4 separate regions of the Sus scrofa genome follow, and all the other regions are linked to region 1. A link is a contact called in public Hi-C and HiChIP or PLAC-seq data. All regions are on one chromosome and are shown on one strand. The core of a region is the stretch at or near the end of the contact, and the rest is flanking DNA. Distances in the headings are between cores, read along the strand shown. Region 1 overlaps GULP1 (PTB domain-containing engulfment adapter protein 1). Region 2 has its middle 40 kb from the start of DIRC1. Region 3 holds the start of DIRC1 (disrupted in renal carcinoma protein 1). Region 4 holds the start of GULP1 (PTB domain-containing engulfment adapter protein 1).

What was found. Hi-C and Micro-C count contacts between places; a contact is called where the count stands out from the background. HiChIP or PLAC-seq counts read pairs in DNA pulled down with a chosen protein or histone mark.
Region 2: a contact with region 1 is called in a Hi-C map of subcutaneous adipose tissue, with 2.9 times the contacts expected there. The contact joins two enhancer-like sites. A contact is called at or near these places in 2 of 47 Hi-C or Micro-C datasets (embryonic fibroblasts and subcutaneous adipose tissue).
Region 3: a contact with region 1 is called in an H3K27ac HiChIP or PLAC-seq map of skeletal muscle, with 11 times the contacts expected there. The contact joins the promoter of DIRC1 here to the enhancer-like site in region 1. A contact is called at or near these places in 6 of 47 Hi-C or Micro-C datasets (embryonic fibroblasts, fibroblasts, heart right ventricle and 2 more) and 1 of 2 datasets of contacts at active chromatin or transcription factors (skeletal muscle).
Region 4: a Hi-C map of fetal skeletal muscle shows a contact between it and region 1, with 1.6 times the contacts expected there. The contact joins the promoter of GULP1 here to the enhancer-like site in region 1. A contact is called at or near these places in 1 of 5 promoter capture datasets (liver), 9 of 47 Hi-C or Micro-C datasets (alveolar macrophages, embryonic fibroblasts, fetal skeletal muscle and 5 more) and 1 of 2 datasets of contacts at active chromatin or transcription factors (skeletal muscle).

The regions. Positions count from the first base shown.
Region 1 is chr15:93,201,693-93,205,146 of Sscrofa11.1, reverse strand. The region is part of intron 5 of GULP1 (PTB domain-containing engulfment adapter protein 1); the gene reads right to left. Among named protein-coding and RNA genes, the nearest start is that of DIRC1, 210 kb to the left of the region's middle. Within about 2 kb of position 1,781, at least 18 of the 83 cell types and tissues checked have an H3K27ac peak or open chromatin away from gene starts, as enhancers often do. A contact at or near this core is called in fetal skeletal muscle, skeletal muscle and subcutaneous adipose tissue, where this site is marked.
Region 2 is chr15:93,451,907-93,455,360 of Sscrofa11.1, reverse strand. No RefSeq gene overlaps it. Among named protein-coding and RNA genes, the nearest start is that of DIRC1, 40 kb to the right of the region's middle. Within about 2 kb of position 1,535, at least 13 of the 83 cell types and tissues checked have an H3K27ac peak or open chromatin away from gene starts, as enhancers often do. A contact at or near this core is called in subcutaneous adipose tissue, where this site is marked.
Region 3 is chr15:93,412,210-93,415,663 of Sscrofa11.1, reverse strand. It overlaps DIRC1 (disrupted in renal carcinoma protein 1), which reads left to right and starts at 1,717. Exons shown (of 5, transcript XM_005674557.2): 1 at 1,717-1,743; 2 at 1,919-1,969. The coding sequence starts at 1,717.
Region 4 is chr15:92,986,307-92,989,760 of Sscrofa11.1, reverse strand. GULP1 (PTB domain-containing engulfment adapter protein 1) reads right to left here and starts at 1,667. Exons shown (of 12, transcript XM_021075382.1): 1 at 974-1,667.

The DNA of each region.
Region 1 (3,454 bases), core at 532-3,031:
TTTTCTCTGGATCTTTTGTTTGCCATAACTTCAGAGAACTTTAAGTCCACCAGTATTGGATATGTCATCTTTGCCATTTTTAAATACTTACCTTGTTTGGTGTACTCTCCTACCCAATCAAATCAATGAGTGAAAAGAGACAGACTACTACCTTCAAACTGAAGCTAGGAACTGAAGTAGTTTTCCCAGCTAAAAGACTCAGAACAAGACTCAGCCTAGAAGTAGAAATATAGTAGGTTTCTCAAAGACAAACTTTTTTCAGTGCTTTCATAGTAGTATTTATTGTTTCTTCTTATTGAGTTAGTAGGTATATATAAATGCATGTTAGATTCTGTTATAAAATCAAAAAGGAGAGTTTCCATTGTGGCTCAGTGGTAACAAATCTGACTAGTATCCTTGAGGTAGCGTTTCGATCTCTGGCCTCGCTCAGCGGGTTAAGAATTCGGCATTGCTGTGAGCTGTGGTGCAGGTTGCAAATGCAGCTTGGATCTGGCGTTACTGTGCCTGTGGCATAGCCTGGCAGCTGCAGCTCTGATTTGACCCCTAGCCTGGGAATTTCCATATGCTGCGAGTTCGGTCCTAAAAAGCAAAACAAACCAAAAAAAAAATCAAAAAGAAAATCAGAATACTCATGCACTTAGTGGATGGAGTTTCTTCCTCTCTCTCTCAGCACTGTCAGATTTAGTGGTAGAAAAATTACAGAAGCTCAGTTAAATATGAATATTAAACAATGACTATTTTCAAAAATCTTTATTTTAGAATACACATATACACTCCACACACACACACACACACACACTTATATATAACATATATATGCTATTTAGTATAAGTATGTCCCATGCAATACTTGGGACACAGTTGTACCAAAAAAATCATTCATTGTTTATCTGAAATTCAAAGTTTACCAAGTGTCTTAGTTTTATTTGGCAATGCTACTCTCTCCCCACTTTCCTTCTTTCCGTCCTCCCCTGCCTACCTTTTTTTTTTCAAGAAACAGAAAAGAACCATTGGAAAATAATTTTATTCATTCTCCCCTTGTGAGGGCTTCAAAAGTTAGTTTCTAGTATAAAATTTTTCAGCATATGGCTCACCCTAACTTGATTCAAAATAGACTATACGTAAGGCAGGGTGGGGTTTCAGTCTTCTTTTGTGTGTCATATTTATTGCATTGTGCATTTCTTTCTAATTCAGGCCAGATGTGAATACACATGGTATAGTTCAGTCCCAGAGCAGAGAGTGGCTGAAGGCCTCTTTCTCTCTTCATGGCTTTGCACTGCATGGAGAATAATGTACTTAATGCATATAAGAATGCCTTGAAGTGTCTGCCTTGTTAGCCAAGACAGAGGGGGAATGGGGGGGTCAGGGGGTGGTTCTATTTCTTTTATTTCATTTTGGATGGTATAATTTTTCAGCTTGCTGTCTGTCCTGTTCTATAAATACAGACAGCTTTTTTTCTTGGTCTTCAGCAGTCTTACATTTTGCACATAAATTTGACTAATTCATGCCAGAGGAATTTTCTTTTTCTTTTGTCTTTAAGAAACTATGTTTTGCTTCAGTAAAGATCTTTAAAAATTATCCCAGCTCCCTCCCAAAGAAAGTGGATTAATTTGTTTCTTTTCCCTTCATAATCTTCTTCCTGTATTGGTATAATCAAAACAATTTGCGGGTTTTCACATATGGAGTCTGACAAAGTAAGTCAGCTGCTTTCCATCTATGGGAACGCATCTGAACAAAGCCATTCCCATGGTTGGCTGCAGAAGCAGTCTAAGCTGGCTTCCTGGGTGCTGCTCTTTTCCAGAAACAGACAATGAGCAATAGCTCCTTTTCCACATCTGGACACCACCGTTCCTGTGACCTCTTTTACTTTCCAAAAAGTACATCACAAAACAACCACTAATATTAAACTTATCTGTTGAGTTATTTCTTTTCTGCCCGGAAAAAAAAAAAAAAAAAAAAAAAAAAGGGAAGAAATAATGGAAAAAATGAACAAAGGGAGGAAGTAGGGGCTAGAAGTAGAAAAAACATGGGAGGGAGGAAGGGAAGCAAGAGAATGGGACAAAGAAAAAGAAAGGAACATAAAATACCTGGCCTACAGCTTGTGAAACCTTTTCCTCTGCTTCACATCAAGATAAAGTAATTGTGCTCAAAGAAGATTCAGAGGTCACCCAATCCAATCCTCCCATTTCAAAGGTGAGAAAGTAAGTCTCAAAGAAGTTATTTACTTGGATCATAACATGAATCTATAGCAATCAGGCCTAGAACCTAGTTCTGCTACCTACTAAATAACACTTTTCTTTTGCACAGCACATTTTCTGAGTTAGACAAAAAAAATTTCAGTTCTATTGTCATGTTTATCAAGGTTTTCACTGGTTACTGGCCTTGATTGTTGCATAGATATTGCAAAACATTTAAGCTTAAGGTTACATCTGTTCAATCTATATTTTAAACGGTTTAATATTCTCATTCCTGCCCTTATTTTTAAAATTTAAGATGACCATATTCTATAGTTTGCATGATCTACATTTCTTTTCCTACTTGGAGACCTCTCAACTGTGTTCCAGAACACTTCTAATTTACATTTTGAAGACACTTTCATTCTTACATTGTATTCTTTTTTTCTCCCTATTTATTACTGGAATGTTAATGCTAAACAGCCTTTTTGCAGTTTTATTTTCTATTTTTGCTCCACTGAATTTATCTTTTGGTCATCTAGATAGAGTGATTTAGATGACCAAAAAGCTTGAATACAATAGTCCAAAAAAAATAGTAAAAGGGGGTAAAGCCTAAGAATTTTGGAGGTTACCTGGATACAACAAACAAATAAAAACAAGCCTTTATCACCGCAAATGATGTGGAAGGATGAACTATTACTTGAAATACATAAAGTTCTTTGTAATAATATGCTACTGGTAAGTGGAATAGTTTAAAGAATACTAAAGGGAATGCAATTGAATTTTAATTATCATGATCACACAATTTCTATTCCTTTCTCGAAAGACTTTAAAAAAGTGAAATCTAACTAATTATTAATGGAATATACTTATTAGGCAATAAAATTAATGAATTAATTCTAATCCTGTTGTATGAATAAAAATAACTCACTATTAAAAACAAAATTCATTACAATAACAATGGTATTACATATGCACAAGTTAAAAGGGCTTTTAAATTACCACTTTTTGAAAAATTTGGTATTTTCTTAAATGGTAGACTAAACATGCATAAGTGGTAGAAATTGTTGAACATGACTGAGAAATGGAAAAATATGTTGTTCAGAGAATATTGAATTTCTGAAAGTAAACACTTAACAAAATTATATTTATGAAAACTTTATAAATTCTCCACAAAATTATAGAAAAATAGTACTCAATAAAATAAATCAAAGTTTAAAATTCTTCTTGGAAAACAGTTAAGCATCATTAAACACAGAAGGATTAAAAATACATTACTG
Region 2 (3,454 bases), core at 286-2,785, 250 kb before region 1:
ATAAAATGGCTCAAAGGATTTGCTGTCTTTACCATTCCTGACCTTGTCTTTTTTTTTTAGTGGTCATTTCTTAATGTTTGGCAAGCAAGTAGACTCAGTTGATGACTGTATCAGTATAACTGAGTAATCAGAAAGAATGACAAATTATTAATATGCACAGAGGGACCTAAAAAAGGGTGGGTTGTTGGTAATCTCTTTAACAGACATAGTGAAAAGAAGAAATAAAGAAATGTCTCATCCTTATCTTTTCAACCACCATTGACAGATTCTAAGAGCAATGAGAGCAATAATTCTACACCTCTGCTTTTGCCTTCTGCAGATAAGAACCATTGAATCAGCCTATGCAGTGGTTGAACTGACTGAGAACTGAGAATACACCCATGTCTTAGGGCTAGACTCTAAATGTATTTGACTTAGAGCTGTCAGGTGGTCCATCAAAAGATGTCAGAAGTACAAAACAGATCATCTCTACATGGCTTTGGAGTCTAAAATTAGCTTGAGAAGATTGGAGAATTAATGCATCATGAAAACTTAGTCAACTAATGCAAGATTCAGAGAAGCAATTTTTCCTGACTCTTTTGCTTCTACCCCTGATCAACTAGTGGCATAAATGTTCACCAGGTTTCATCAGGATTACATGTTTTAGGTTCACAGGGAATTGTATGCCAGAGAGTGGTTGGTTTATTCATTCTTCACTCATGCAAAAATGTTTCTGTGCTACTACTGAGTTCCAGGTACGCTGGTAGAAAAAGGAAACTTAGCGGTGTTCAAGAAAAGCATGATTATCTGCCCTCACGCAGCCTCAAGTCCAGAAATAAAGCCATTAAAATCACACAAACAATTATACAAATTGGTATTTACTAGAAACAATGTAATTTGACATGAACCTGAAGTACTGGGACCTATGTGGATCTATTACTGAAAGACCTAAACTATTCTTAGAATTTATGGGATGTTTCTCTAAAGAAGGACATTTATTTTAAGGTCTGAAAAATGGATGAAGCCAGAAAAGGAAGGGGCCAGAGTGGAAAGTGAAAGTGTTTTGCTTGAGCACTGCCTTTGGAAGTAGGAGAGGTTACTTTTTCAGATTATTGCACATAAATAAAAAAAATCTTCAAGGAAAAATATTTAGAAAAAAGTGCATTTTGGAAATCCTTACCATATATAGTGGCACAGACCTACACAGAGGAAATACATGTGAAATAAGCAGGAAATGTTGAAATTGAAACAAGAAGATAAATATAAAATATTTTGAGGGATTATAAAATAAAAATATGGATCACTTTATAAAATATTCAGTAGTCAAACCAGACTATGCTCTGCTCAATAGGAGCAACCTGATGGAATTTGTGTTTTACTGGTGGTGTTTTACTGGTGGGAACTAGTGAAAACTGATGTCAATATAGAAATGTCACTGCTAAGATCAATGTGGAGAATTGGAAGCACTTCTCAGAGATCCCTGGCTGCAGTATTATTAAACTATTTCTCTATTGGCTGAGTTGATTTTCACACCCTCCTGAAGGGGAGAGGGAAAATACTGTCAACACGTTACAAGTGATGTTCTAGGCAACTGTTCCCGCGCCCCTCCTTTCTTCTTATTTCCAGTATTCCACAAGCAATTTTCAGCACCTGAAAATTAGGAATCATCTAATGTGAGCATTGAAAATATAATTTAGAAGTATATGAAATATATAGCATAATAACAGATGCATATACATAACTGAGAAAAGAGGCCAGTGTTTTCCATTCCACAATTTAAATCCCCTTGACCAGTTGAGGAAATCCTTAAGTAGAGCAACTGGACCAAATAATTTTCCTGCCACACACAAAGCCACGCTGGAGTCAGGGTGCTTCTGTCATCATTCAGGCTGTATCTCCCAACTGTGGTTGGGGCTCCACCAGTCTAGGGGGAATTACAGACTGCTACTTCTGTGATAATGCTGCTAGCAACTGGTTAGAGAGATCTGAGGGTATGTCGAGAAAGTTCTGAGGACTCCAAAAGGTCATTGTGACCTAGGGCACATGAGTCAGCCCTTTTTAAAACTCCAGGATCCTTCCCCTAAGTTTTCTTTATCCTGTGTCTCCAAGGCCAATAAAAGGAATAAATGGTTTGAGACACTCAAATGCAGCCACCGGACGATGGATCAGGCTGTGTTTGCTTTTTGGAAACCTCAAAGCTTTGGCATTTAGAGGAAGTAAAGCAGGGTGGGGAGCACTGCTCAGTCTGGAAAAGGGAGAGCCTGGAGGCTGGTGCTGACTAGCAAGGGGAGCCAAGTGGTAAAGTCATGGGGGAAAATATCTGGAAGTTACTTAGAAGTAACTGAGCCAGAGCCAGTATCTTTCAGCAAATGGCCTCGGGTGCCCCCTGGTAGTACATTTACAAGAGATAGCTCCTCTGTTTCAGTCTAATACACTTAGATACACGGAGATGGCCAGTGTGATTCAGATTTCATAAGAGATGCTTCCCCCTGCATTTTTCCCCCTCAGCTTTAATTCTACAACTATTTAAAACAGGAGATGTGGTAGTCTTTGCAAACCATTTTCACCCAAATAAGCGTAGTTTCTAAAGCTTGAAATAAATATTCCCTCACAAGTTACAACATTGGACAGAGTCTTGAAGATTCTAGGTCTATCAAAAAATAAATTCAATGTAAGTAAAGTGACTGAGTCAGGTGCAAGGACACCAGGTTAGAAATTTAGTCCCAATAAATCTATAAAAGTAGTAGTCGTAATTGTAACGCTTTACACTTATGTAATAGGTTTTCACAGACCTTTCGCCTTTACCTCAGTCGTTCACAACAACTAGTGAGGTAAGTGGAACAAGAGTTATTATCCACATTTTACAAATGAGGAAACTGAGACTTACAAAGACTGAATTTGCCCAAAGAAATGGTGAAGGGTAATGCCAGGACTGGAAGACAAGCTTCCAAATTCCAAGTTTATTCATTTTTCCATTACTCAATCTGCCTCTTTCTCCATCTTACGGGAGTCATCCAAGCTTATTTTTAATTTGAAAGGAAAGGGGGAAGATAAATATTTGAGAAATGGAAAAAGCAAAAATAAAAGCAAGAGCTAGTGTGGATCATTATATAATGAGGTAGTGCTTGGCTCACCAATATGTAAATTATCTAAGGGTTGTGACTGATTGACTTATACAATTAACACTCTGTGATAAACAATGTTCAGCCCAAGAGAGAGCAATAATTCATTTTTTACTAACAATAGCCTTGTATATTCTGATGCACAAACACAGCCTTAGTATGGGGCATTTCTAACAGTCCACCTTCCACATAAAATATGGCTCCCAAATCTCATTTTAGTGTAGACAGAAAACTGGTGTTTTTCAGATTAGTTATTTTATTAATGAATTTTTTCTAGAGAAATAAAATATATTGATGAATCAATGCATTCAATGCACATACCTATTATTTTCTTTACATGGACTTAGTTATTA
Region 3 (3,454 bases), core at 468-2,967, 210 kb before region 1:
CAATACACGTTTAGGAAAAATTTTACATCAATTGTTAAGGTAATACATCTTATACCTCTCTACAAATGCATTGCTGTTTATTGTATTTCTCAGAATGAAGGTGAACATGGCTGGACTGATTATTCTAGCATGGTTTCTCACCATCAGAATGAGAAGCATATGTGAGCTCTGTCTAAATAGGGGATTTGCCAAGGCACTCGTTTCTCAATCATAAGTTATTTGGCTCAAGGAAGCCTTCTCTATCAGCACGTTCTGAAGAAGTGATCTTTCCTCTTACAATTATGAGAACTTAAAAAAAAAAAAAAACCAGTGACAATAGACATATTGTAACCTATCTCATATCTTAAAAACTTTATGTTTAATTTAACTATCCAGTCAACAACTTAATTTGACTTTCTATATATTGTAGATAGAAGACACAATGAGTGACAATGTCATTTACATTTACTGCACTGGGAAATGTTATCCATGGACTATTCCGTTAAAACGTGTCATCTTTGGCATTGTTCTGCATCAATTGACTCACCCTTTCAAAGCTAGAGTGCAAATATTTCTAAGTTAATTTATCAGTTCTCTAAGGAGTTAAATGATACCTTTTTTTCCTCTTACATTTAATCCACTTCCTATTCCTATTTATTTCAAAAGAGTTCCAAAATTATTCTGAAGTATTTTGATTTTATTTATATCTCTAACTTGTCACCAGAGGGACACTCTGGTAATATTCATAAATTGTTGCTTCTTTTCAGTCGGGGAAAGTGAGGTTTCTAGAGGGAATAGCTACCTTCAAGGAGTTAATAAAGTAATTTTTAATTAGGTCCAAATAACTTGCATTTCCCTTAAGCTATTTTCTTAGAAAAGTTTGCATGGTGCATTTATAACAGCAAGCTATACAAATTTTTTAAATAAACTTTTCTCCTTGTCTTTCTTTCTTTGTCCTGTTGTTATGAAATACATTCTGTGCCTATCCAGCTGTGCTGGCTGTGTGTCAGTAATATGAGTCACTGACTGATGTTCTCAACACACGAACAGGAATTAACACACACAAATAAAAGATACTGCTTTTGGATTTTGTTTATAGCCAAACATCAGGGAAAGGAGGCAACTGTTTGATTTTCAATGAGGTATGATTAACTGTATCTTTTACTATCTGTCAATGACATTGATATTTTTGGTTAGTTGTGGTAGATCCCAGAGTTGGAATTGGAACAGGGAGAGAAATGGTCTTCAAAGATATCTCTTGATTGTATTTTAGCTAGGAAATTCCTTGACAATGTTAGCAAACATTTTTATTAAAATGTTGCAAAAGCAAAACAACACTGATAAAGTATTAACTAAATATGGGTTTCTCAAATCCACCCAGCCATTTGGTAACAGATGTGTGTATTTCTTCCCGTCCTTCAGTCTCTTTCTCTGAGTTAATTAGAATTACAGGATCTAGAGAGAATCTTATAAATTGTATTTTTACAGACAGGAAAACCAAATTCCAGTAATCTTGCGGGGTTTGGTCAGCTCCATACAGATACATTTTGTCAGAATCAAGGCTAGCATTCAATCTCATAACCAAGTTCACTGTGATTTCCAGTACCCTCCCTCCAGAGCTCCATCTTTCCCTGCTCTCATCACCAGCAAAGAAAATAACTCAGCAAAATGCTGGTGGTAGTTTTTAGTTAGTCCTACATTGTCTAATAATAATTAAATAAAATTATTAGTTGACCCATGTCACCAACTTGCACTGGGATTGAGGTAGGTTAAACAATACGATAGGACTCAGAAGTTTCTAATTAGAGAACAATTGTACATCTTATTGCCAATCAGAAGAGATTCATAAACATATTCTCATGCCTTGTAGATGAGAAAGCTTTAATAAAGCCAGTTGGCTAAAACAGTACTTTTTTCCCCCTCTCTCTTTCTCCCTAAGGAGGAGAAGGGTGAGAAGGAGTCCAAGGGCAAAAGTGAATCTGAGGATGAAGTAATGCCACGTAGCTTCTCAGGAAAAAAAAAAAAAAAACTCAGTCCATATCTTTCAGAAAAGTAACAAAGGCATAAATCCTACATTCTAAAAGTTTAGGAAGTCGAGTTATCTCTGCAATGTTCTCCAAACTATGTTAGTTTAATCCACTCTACTTTAATTACTTATTAACTACTTAAAAAAAGTTCTAATTCTGCCTTTCATAATGTGGACAATGCTGCCTGGAATCAAGGCTACTTCTGTGTAAAGAACAGGGACATATATTCACTGTGAGAACTATGTAGTTATGTAATTAAATATTTATGTGCTGCATACTTTGTGTGTCGATAAGCATAATTAAATATAGAGTTATCCTTTGAGAACTCAGTATTCCTGCAAATAACAAGGACCAAAAAGCCTTCTACAAGCCCAGTTTCACTGACTGTGTTATGAATAAATGTCTGCCATTTATCTTGTGAGCTCAGATGGTTAAGTACTGTATAAAAATTCTTGACCAAGTAACTATTTTTTTTTGTCTCTGACTCTTTGGAGGGCCCAAATACTAACTCCATTTACTGAGCCTGCTTGGTTAAGGGTTCTGGAGAATTTCAAGAGCATACAACAAAAAACAGTGATGCACTAACTTAGGAATGCAATTTTACAAAGCTGTCATGAAAACAGCAAACCTACTAGAGAAAAGAAAATGTTGTGAAGTATGGAAAGACTGTCTATCTTAGGGAACAAAAGGACAGTGAATATTGCAGCCTTTCTTGCCCTCCTTAACCCAAATGCTTCCCTCCCCCCAATTTAAGAAGAATTAAGAAACAAAGAGAGAGGGAACAGCTTTCATGGGAGAAATGGAAAGGTACAAGAAGGAAAACTGGAACAGTGGTGGAAAGAAACAGAGGGATGGAAGAGAGAATTCTACAGCCTAGAGTAGCTACTAGTGATTGCAGATTTTTTGACCAGGGAATAGAAGATATTTATTGCCTTTTGGCCCAGAGATAACTTTGGCTTAAAAATGCTGAAAGGTGGGGTTGGCACAGAGAGATTGAAGCAGATAGAACATTGCCAAAGACTTATTTTCAACTGTTGGCATTAATAAAGGATTAATGAGCCTGTAGATATGTAGATATTTGCAATCCTCATTCAAAAGATACAAATGCTCAAAACTCTTCAGTCCCATACAAAGTCTGAGTTTCCCTTGTGTCATGTTTTCATACCTTCTCCAGGCCAAACCAGTCTGCCTCTTCCAAATTACTCACTCTTATTTCAGATGATTTGCTTGTGGCTGTCCTTTCCCAGAGAACAGGATTACGGTTTCTTAGAAATGCTGCTTGAAATTATATTTCTCCAGGTAGAAAGTTAGACAGAGATTATGCAAACAGAGAAATGCAAAGTCATGGGAAAGGAGGTGGGGAAAATGTTAGTTAACAAACTGCAGAGTACTGTCTGTGTAATTCCTTACGTCTTCTGTGGCGACAGGTTCACTTCTAGGGAAAACTG
Region 4 (3,454 bases), core at 418-2,917, 220 kb after region 1:
GTCCAACTCCAGCTACGTCTTCCTTACTCTACCCTGGCAAGCTGGTTCCAGCTGCAGCGTCCAGCTTCCTGTTCAAGTTCCATTCAACATCGTAAACACATTCCAAGAAAACCAGCCTGCCCAGAGTTCCCTCCCGCACACAGGGAAGTCTGAGAGGCGGCCCCAGGAGCCTCAGGGAAGAACCGATCTCTTTGGGTTCTGATCCGTGCAGTGATTCAGCCCACAGGGTGGTGGACCCCAGCGAGAACCCAGGGTCTCAATACCGCGCAGCGCCACGCGCCCCTCTAAGTAGCGCCCACCAGAAAGAAATACTTGACCCACCCAGCCAAAGGGTAACCCTGTGGGCGCGGCCCCTGAGTTTGGGCCCTCCCAGCCTGGGCTTTAAAGAATCCGCGGCCGGGCCTCGGAGCTTCGCGCCTCCCCGCCCCCCCTGCTCACACTCCCTCCCGCGGCCAACAAAAGGGAGGTTAAGCTAAAGAAGTTTAGCTCCTGGGTCGCCCCGCTGTGACCCGGCGAAGACTTGCTTGCTCAGTCGCGTCTGGTCCCTACCCCCGCAGCCGTACTGACCACAGTCGACCCTCGGCTCCCTCCAGCTCCCGCCCGCCGGCCCCGGTCACCCGGACCAAAGTTACCACAAAGGGCTCCAGGAGTCGGGAGAACACTGCGTCCCCGACCTCGTGAGACTGACTCCTCGTCATCCCTGAAGCACTGCCACAGCGGTCGTCAACAGGTCTTATTCTCCTTCCTTGCCGGACGTCTCCCAAAGCCTTTCACTGTCCCAATCTTTGCAACCTGCCCAGCGGCAGCAGCGGCGGCTCACAGCCCCGCGCCCTCCTTCCCCTGCACCCGGCCGGGGCTGACCACCGGCCCGCCGTTTCTCAGGATGTCGACTTAAAAGGGACTGAACGCTACCTGGCGGGACGCTGGGGTTTGCAGCCAGCGAAGCCCCAGGATAAACGGCGTCTCTCCGTACCTTACTGACTGATGCAGTCGGGTCAGGCTCCGGGCAGGGGCGTGGAGAGCCGCGGCGTCCTCGGAACCTGGCGATCTCCGCTCCAGCACAGCCGGGGCGCCGTTTCCGCGGCCGAGAGGGAAAGTTTCTCTACGTCAACACCGTGCTGGACTCGGGACCCTCCGGCTCCGGTCCCCTCCCTCTACGCATTCTCTGCCCCCTCCCTCCTCTTCCTTAGCGGCTGGAGCCAAAACGCGCTGGCTGGCGGCTGGGGCTCGAGGCTCGGGACTCCGGGTCGCTCCAGGCTGGGAACGCGGGGCTCCCCCTCTCGGCCAGAAGGAAACGCTCCCAGTCTCGGCTGGTCTCCTTGGACACTTCCAAACGGGACGCCCGTGTTCAATCTCGCTGACTTTCTTTAATCTCTAATGCTCGCCTCCTGTGCGCCCACTGAGCTATGTGTCGTCTGCACGCAGGACCCATGGGGGAGAATGGAATGCGAGAGAAACCCGACTGGAGAAGGGAAGCCTTACCTTGCTGGCTTCTTAGCCGGCACAGAAGCAAAAATGCAGCTCCTCTCCCACCCCCAGCCCTCGTCCCCCGCCGCGTTTCCTTTCGAACCTCCTGCCTGAAGCACTGAATGGGGATTATTTGCCTTCCCTTATCTCTATGTGTTTCCGAACACAATCTTAAAACACTTGTGCTGCTTAACAACGGCGGAAAGAGTGTCAAAAGAAGCAGACACACGAATTTGAGTAGAACACGCCTTCTTTACAGCCTTTATCAAGAAAGCGTGGATACAGTGTTTGCTGTGGCTCTGACTGCACCTCTACACTTTTTCTCTATTTTTCCTCATTTTTAAAAAATTCAGATCGAATCTCTGCACTTTGTTATGCCTTAAAAATAAAAAAGAAAGGAAGGGAAAGAAAGAAAACTGCCAACACCACCAGATAATGCTCCTTTGCTCCTTTCAGATATTAACCTCAGAACTCAGGACTTCTACAGGTTCAAGGGAAAACACAGCAAATGTTCTCACTGACACGATTAACTTCTATGTGGGAAGAAGGACAAGGAGTAGTATCCTCGTTTAAGTGATTCTTTGAGAACAAGTGGAACTTTACTAAAGTTTTTCTAGACATTGCTCAGAATTTAGTTTACTAAATTTTTAATTTGAATGTGAAAATAGATGGAGAGGGGGGGAAGCATTTTGCAAGACTTAAATATATTGTGTTACAGTGGAATCTGGGGCTTAGAATCAGACTGGTCATATTCCTTTCAAGACTACACACTTATTCTCTACCCTAGGTCACTGGTCACAATTACAGCTGCCAAAGAAACTGTGTAAGAGAACTCATAGAGTCAAGATCACATTTACAGGAGTTAGAATAGCATCAGGCATGGAGAAAGTAGTCAATAAATATTTGGTTCTTATGTCACACTATATTTGTAACTAGAAGATAGTACTAGAAATTTCCCCCAAAGACTTTAATTGAATCAGTTTTCTTCTCCCAAATGCTTTAAAAATGTAAAATCACAATTTTTGAAATGAAAACTAAGTTTAGGAGTTCCTGTAGTGGCTCAGCAGAAACAAATCTGACTAGTATCCATGAGAAAGCAGGTTCGATCCCTGGCCTCGCTCAGTGGGTTAAGGATCCGACTTTGCTGTGAGCTGTGGTATGGGTCACAGATACAGCTCGGATCCCATGTTGCTGTGGGGTAGGCCAGCAGCTGCAGCTGCCATTCGACCCCTAACTTGGGAACAGTTGCAGGTATGGCCCTACAAAGACAAAACTAAACTAAATTTAGGGATTAGCTAATTCTAGCCAAACTCTCTTAATTTAAATACAAGGCAACTGAAGTCCAATAATCTTAATTGACTTTCCCCAAATCTCATTGTTGGGACACGCCAAATAGGGCCAGAAATTAGGCCTCTTCATATGTGGGCATTATTATCTTTTCAGTATGCTTCCTACTTTATTACAACAGCCAAGCACACAGTAAAATGACTCCACTGAAAACATGAATCATAGGACAATGTTGGTTGCTTTTTCTGTAAATAACAATATTCAATCACTAAAAAATGATGCTTACTTAATATCAAAATGATTATAAAAATAAATCAAGAGATAGCCCAATATGAATAAGGAAGTTGACCAGCTGATCAAACCCATGCTTCCATTATATAATTATAAACATCTCTGTGTTCTTTTAACACAATATTTGAAATTTTGGAAGTTGCCAAAAAGAGAAAAAATTATAATTTATATAGTATAAATATAAAATAAATTTAGACTATTATATAAATAATAGTTTATATAACTATTTATTTATATAGTTAATTTACATAGTATATCCATCATAGATGTAAGAATGGGGAAGCATGGATCCCTATAACTCTCTTTTTCCAGTCATGACATACAAGGCTAAAGATTACTCATTTTTATATTTCCTCCCAGTGTTTAGAATCTCCAAATTTGCTATTGCTCTGTAATTCTTAGAACCTGA